Linked DNA regions of Mus musculus: region 2 is linked to region 1. The links are chromatin contacts, called in public Hi-C maps. All regions are on one chromosome and are shown on one strand. Each heading gives the region's core, a stretch centred on a gene start, on an enhancer-like site or on the middle of the called end of the contact. The rest is flanking DNA. Distances are from core to core; before and after follow the strand shown.

Region 1 (3,400 bases), core at 624-3,123:
AAGGAAGGAGAAAAAAGGGACATTTTCGTAAAACAAAATAAAACAAGCAAACAAATAATCTCAACAATTTCATTTTATTGCTACTACAGTAAGTACCTATTTGAATCTGAGCAGCAGAAATATCTTGAGGAGATAGGGTCTAATCAGAAGAAACAAGTCACCAGGGTTTATATACTCTTGGTCCTGCTCCTTGCCTCCCTATTTCTTTCTGTCTCTGTCTCTCTCAAGTTGAGTACCGAATAGATGAATCTGTAGTCTTCAAACACCAAATAAATGTCACAGTGTACCAGACATGGCTCCTAGCAATGCAGCTGTGTTTAGTGCCTGATTGGAATCAGATGGAGAGAGATAGAGATAGACACAGAGAGAGAGTCAAAGAGATGGGGAAGGCAAGGATCAGAACCAAAAGTGTACCCGTTCTGGTGACTTATCACCCTGGTGATATGTTTCTTCTGGTTAGACCCCATCTCCTCAAGAAACAGCTAACTTGCTTGTGATGATAACTTACACAGCATCTTCTAAGTGAAGAATTAAACTAACAAGTTAAGAGGTCTGGAGAAGCCCATCAACATGTTTAGTTGAAGAAAGGGGGAGGGACCTTCCCAGAAGAGTGAGAAATCATAATGAGGGAAGAATGGAAGAGACAGACTCAGTCGTTTATGAGGAGGGCTGGTCAGTCCTGCCAAGTTCGGCTGAAGGGACAAGAAGCAGGAAGTCATGGAGCCTTCGTGTCACATACTAAGGGGTCAGGACACAGATCCAGCCACCTGCTCCTCCTGAAATCTGTTTTAAAAAACAGCAAGATGCACAAAAGGACAGCAGACAGTGTAGTTGGGAAATCACAGAATCTCCTTGTAGCTTGTTTATAATAACTTGGACATGCTACATTTTCTCAAGATAAAGGAGCAATGTCTTGTCCATTACCCTGCCTGATTGGAAGCTGAGAGGATATGGACACTTATTCCAGAGAAAAGCAAGCCTCAGGAGGCTCTGGCTCACTAATGACTGTTTCTCCATGATTTCTCCTGTCCCCTTTGACCACTGCCGTGGCTACTGTCGCATCACTTCAATTCCCAGGACAGTACCATTTGCCAGCAGATTCTGCTGTCGAAGCAAAAGCTTCCTGGCTGGTTATATAAAACACAATGTGGGAAAGAGTTAATTGGCAAACAGAGTGACTATATTTGCAACCCAAGAAGGCCTGCTGTGACTTGCTATCTGCAGAGCTAAGCAGCTTGCTGTACAAGTGATATTCGAAGCTTACTGCTGTTAATGCCAACGGGGCCACTTAACACCTCCCTGTAAATGGTCTCAAGATTAATATCTTGCCATTTAGGTTATGTTCTTTTTTTTTTTTCTTTCCCTCCTTAGGATGAGAAATTTTCTTCATCTTTTGCCTAAGAGAAGGTCAGACATGGCAAATCCCTGGGGTGAGAGGCCCACTGGAAAGTTACTGTATAACTACACTCCGTGCAGTATGAATCACAGAACTGGAAAATTACTCAGCAATGAGGAAAAGACATGGCCCGTGGAATCCAAGACCTGCATTCATATCTGTAGACATGAGTTTAACTTAAATTAGTAGTTCTCAGCCTTTCTAATGTAGCAACCCATTAATACAGTTCCTCGGGTGGTGGTGACCCCCAACCATAAAGTTATTTTGTTGCTATTTTAAAACTGTAATTTTCCTATTGCTACGAATTGTAATGTAATGTAAATGTATGTGATGGTCTTAGGTCACCCCCGTGTAAGGATCCTTTGCCTGCAAAGGTGTCATGACACAGAGGTTGCGAACTGCTGACATAACGTGTCAGCATTAACTTTCTTTTATTTAGTGAGAGAGGGAACACAGTAACTCGTTATCACTTTTGTTGGTGGACAGCTCATTCTAACCAGGCCTCCTCCCTTTCCCACTTACTGAAGAGTCACAGCTTCAGCTGTGCATTCTTCATGATTGTTCCACCCCTTCCTTCAATAATGTTCTTTCCTTAGGACTTTCTGACATCCTGCATGCCTAAGGGTTCCTTCTGTTTTCTTCTTCCTCGAATTTCCGTAATAGCTACTTCTCAACTGATCGAAGAAGCAGGAGGTAGGCTGTCTTCTTGATTTTTCTTACACACTCCCTCTAGTTAGTAGCCATTATCATCTCATTAGGCACCATGCATGTGCTGACAACTCTCAAATGCATTTCTGGAGCCTACACGTGTCCTTGAGATATGGTTTGTTTCACTCACCTGCCCAGCTGGCATTTGCACTGGGGTGCTCTTTAATCAACATGTATCTTATATCAACATACTTCTGAGTCATGAACACCTCCTTAAGAATCTAGTTTCCCATGTTTACCACTCCTAAATCAAGTGTACCACAACGATCCTCATGACTTCAGCTAGAAGTCCCAGGTTCATAATCTTTTCCTCTCTTTCTTGCTCTCTATATATATGTTCTCATATGGACTCTAATTCACAAAAACCTATTCAGTTCATTGATTTCTGAATGTTTTTATGCTCATTTCCTGGGTACTGCATTTTTCATTGCCATTCTAGAGCCACTTGCCATCCTTCTCCATCCAGTGCTATTGCTTGGCAGGCTTGGCATCATCAGTTCCCTAGTTGCTGTGCTTCGGCTGTGAAAACAGAGAGAAGGAAAGCCTGGGGTTAAGGGATGTGTTCCATGCTTTCCTTGATTTGAGGCTTACTATACACTGAAGGAATCATCAATAGTAAGCCTACTTTATCCATACAGGAAGCCATTCTCTTGCTCCAGGTCTCCAAGATTCTAAACAGTATTCTTGTGGCTTCTGTGTACCCTGACTTGAATGAAGTCTGTATTGAATGTCCCCAAACTATTTTTACTTGAAAATTCTCTTAGGCTTTCTATTGCTGTGAAGAAACTCCTTGACCAGGGCAACTCTTTTTCTTCTTTCTTTTATTAATCACTTGATTTGTTTACATTTCAAATGATATCCCCCTTCCCAGTACCCTGCCAACCCACTCCATCCCATTCTCCCTCCCCTTTGCCCTTATGAGGGTGCTCGAACACCCACTCTCCCACACACGCCTCACCACTCTAGTGTCCAACTATGCTGGGGAATCAATAGGCAGAACCCCCAGTTGATGTATCGAGCTCACCCATCTCAAAAAATTTACCCCAGAATTGTTTCTGTCTAAAGGAAAGGCAGGGACAAAGAGTAGAGCAGAGACTGAAGGAAGGAAAGGCTACCCAGAGACCACCCAACCTAAGGATCCATCTCATCTGCAGACACCAAACCCCAACACTATTGCTGATGCCAAGAAGCTCTTGCTGACAGGAGCCTGGTATGATTGTACCCTGCACCTGATCATGGCAACTCTTATAAGGAACCATTTTATTAAAGATAGCTCCCAGTTAAGAGATTTAGCTC
Region 2 (3,400 bases), core at 440-2,939, 140 kb after region 1:
TGCTGGGCATCCCTAGCATGGGCCTTAGGTTGGACCAGTCATTGTTTGGCCACTCCCTCAAGTTCTATACCTCATTTATCCCAGCCCATTTTTGTAGGCAGGACAAATTGTAGGTTGAAGATTTTGTGGTTGGGTAGCTCCAATCCCTCCACTAGAAGCCTTGCCTTGTCAGAGAAGATGGCCAGTTCAGGTTCCATATTCCCCATTATTAGAAGTCTTCAATAGGGTCAGCCTTGTAGGTTCAAGGGAATTTCTATTGCACTAGGTTTCTACCATGCCCATGAAATGCCTCAACCACTAATTCCAGTCATTTCTCCCAGTACTCTCTCCCTGTACCACTTGATCCCTCTTGTTCCCATTCCCAACCTGCCACCATACCACCTGTGTAATCTCTTTTATTTTCACTTCCCAGGGAGATCCACGTCTCTCCAACCCCTTTGAGCATTTCTTGTTACTTAGCCTCTCTGGTCTGTGGATTGTAGCATGATTATTCTTTCCTTTACAACTAATATCCACATGTAGGTGAGTATATACCATGATTGTCTCTCTGGATCTCAGTTACCTCATTAAGGATGATTTTTTTTCTAGTTCTATCCATTTGCCAGTAGATATCATGATTTCACTTTTTTAAATGTCTGAGTAATACTCTATTATATAAATGTGTCACTTTTTCTTTATTCACTTTTCAGTCAAGGGACATGTATGTTGTTTCCCAGTTTTGGCTATTATGAATAAAGCTGCTATGGACATAGCTGAGAAAGTGTCTTTGTAGTATCATAAAGCATCCTTTGGGTATATGCCCAGGAGTGGTATAGCTAGGTCGTGAGGTAGATCAATTTCTCATTTTCTGAGAAACTACCATGTTGATTTCCAAACTGGCTGTACAAATCTACATGGGGATGCCTTCTTTAACAAACAGAACAGGAGTGTTATGGAAAGCCTTTTTGTGTTGAACTTGTTCCAATCTCTCCGTGGGCAATGCTCTGGATGTTAGTCCTATCTGTACTTTGGGCATCTAGGACAAATGTGTGGGCATCTCTCTCCCTTACAGTGGATTTCTGCTGAAGTCTCCTGCTGGAACGAGAACAGCACTATTGCGTTCCCTTTCCACTGCTGACATGATGCAATAGATCTGGTGACAGGAGGCTTTCCTTTCTCCAGTTGTCCTTGGACCTAGCCATGCCTCTTGAGGTTATGTAAAACTCCCTGTATTCCTTGGCAGGTGGCCCTGGGAACTTGAATGCATGACTCTTGGGTTAAACATTCAAGTTGAATACAATGAAGAGCTGATTCGTCTGAAAAGCTCCCTGAGTTTTCATATCTCTAGACTTAGAATATAGTTTTGTGCACTAAATCTTTTAGACCTCCATTAAATTAAAGCTACAGAAAATGTTCTTAAAACAATTTATTTAATCTATTTTGCATCAAGCAACCATCCTGGACAAGGACTATTTTGACATCAAACAAAGCAGGGAGGAGGAAAAAGACACTGACGTTTTAGAAGTATCAAATGGAGTTTACATATTCTAACATAAACACAAAGCATTGTCTTAGTTGTTAAAAGTGAAATAAACTTTTGATCAAAGTGAAGTACAAGTGTTCGGCTCGATTCCCCCCAGTGAGACTTGGCCATTCACTTTAACCTCAACGTATTTCTTCAAGCATGAGTGAAGACAATGGTATGCATTTCAAAATAGCCTTATGAAGCAATAGGAGAAAAATCTGTATGATGTGCTTTGTTCCCTATGAGCTGATCATTGAGTGGTAGGTCACCACCAGAAAGAAGAAAGTGACAGATATTTTATTACCTCAGCTATTTTAAAGATCTTTCTAGTTGAAGTAAAATTATAAATGTATTTTTTCCCTTTGCCCTTTCAATTCATTTGGTAGAGGGCAGCTTAGCTGGGCCTTGAAGCATTTGGAAGGTCATTCTGTGCATGAATTTGTTTTGGCATTTATGTCTGCCTTCTTTATTTTATTTTATCCAGTGCCAAGGGGGCATTTTGACTGGCACAGGAGCCAAGTGAAACCAAGTGCTTACTCCAAGGGATGTGTGTGTATGCCTGAGCTCTATGAGAATCACCTTCTGTCTGTCTGATGAAGTCTAACTTTCTTCCCCACTGCCGTGTCTCTGAGAGACGTATACTATTTCCTTGGCCCTGTCAGTTTCATTCCTTGTCTGTCTCATTCACCTAGACCACAAGGCTCTATCAGCACAGCCCCAGAAACACGATGCAATGTCCCAGAATTCATTTAGACAGGCTTACAAGGGACCATAATGAAATTTATTCCAAACCCTAAATGGAGGAAAAGGTTGCTCTGCCTGTCTGGCACTTGACTTCATTATTCTTTCTTTTTCCTAGTAATGGGAATTTTGTTCACTGTCCCTTGAAAGATACCAATCACCTGAGCTCACCTGTTCTCATTACCCTTACTTTTGATCAGTGGCTCCAGAATGAATCATGTGAAAAATTTCTACTGCATTAAGCTGAGTCCCTTTCAAGTAGCCTGAGGATAAAATGCATTATTCAGTATGTTCTGTACCCTCCAGTGCCTGAAGAGATTTGGGATATGCAGTGGTTCTGATTCAGAAGAGATTGGGAGAAGACACATATATGGCACTTTTCCCCGAAGAGCCTTGGAGAAGAAAATGTATAACAAACAGTAAGGAAAGTCCAAATGTGGGTGGGAACTGAAGTCTGAAGTCTCAGAGTACTGAAGCTCTGCCCCCTGTGTACATGGTCCCCTAGAAGCAAATCTCCCATCTGCAGAGCTTGTGGCAGATGAACCATTCATTGTCCACGTTTCTAAGGTGATGCTGAGTTTTGTTCTTGGAGTTTAGAGATTATGGGTCTAGAGATTCTTCACAGCTTCTCCAATGGCCATATATGCCTGTATAAGAATGTGTGCAGTTTAAATTAAGTGAAAAAACAAAGAGGACCCATGAGATACACGTTGCACATGTAGGCTTTATCCATCTTGCTCTTTTAAAAGCTACATTCAGGTGTGACACATATTGTGTGGTCTCCCTCTTCTGAATGAAATGACCTGTGGAGTTTCCTGGGCCCACAGAGCTGAGCAGCCATCAGCACAATAAACTGTACAACACTTTCTTAGCCAAGAATAAAACCCTAATAATCCTGTTAGGCCCTTGCTGACTTCCTAAGTCACTTTCTCTCTTTCCCCTATTGGTCTCCTCTGTTTACACACTTTTAAAAAATCTATATACTTCCCTATTTATCCCCATTCTACCCAGAATTATATCCAACTAATATTAACCATGAGTGCCATTTCCAAGGTATTTATTGCTTTCACCAAAAAGAAAAAAACAAAACAAAACAAAAGAATGTTAAGGCCTTCAGGCATCTTGGACTAGGTGAGGACATGGAGAACTTTGCCT

Evidence for each region. Hi-C and Micro-C count contacts between places; a contact is called where the count stands out from the background.
Region 2: a Hi-C map of embryonic fibroblasts shows a contact between it and region 1, with 2.0 times the contacts expected there. The contact joins two enhancer-like sites. A contact is called at or near these places in 9 of 484 Hi-C or Micro-C datasets (3T3-L1-derived adipocytes, the Patski cell line, brown adipocytes and 4 more), 1 of 115 datasets of contacts at active chromatin or transcription factors (vascular smooth muscle cells) and 1 of 9 other capture datasets (embryonic stem cells).

Annotation. Positions count from the first base shown.
Region 1 is chr15:61,164,063-61,167,462 of GRCm38.p6, forward strand. It overlaps Gm38563 (a long non-coding RNA gene), which reads left to right. Exons shown (of 3, transcript XR_875374.2): 3 at 1,372-2,901. Among named protein-coding and RNA genes, the nearest start is that of Gm38563, 8.6 kb to the left of the region's middle. Within about 2 kb of position 1,874, at least 18 of the 459 cell types and tissues checked have an H3K27ac peak or open chromatin away from gene starts, as enhancers often do. A contact at or near this core is called in brown adipocytes and embryonic fibroblasts, where this site is marked.
Region 2 is chr15:61,307,967-61,311,366 of GRCm38.p6, forward strand. The region is part of intron 4 of Gm29904 (a long non-coding RNA gene); the gene reads left to right. Among named protein-coding and RNA genes, the nearest start is that of Gm29904, 21 kb to the left of the region's middle. Within about 2 kb of position 1,690, at least 40 of the 459 cell types and tissues checked have an H3K27ac peak or open chromatin away from gene starts, as enhancers often do. A contact at or near this core is called in brown adipocytes and embryonic fibroblasts, where this site is marked.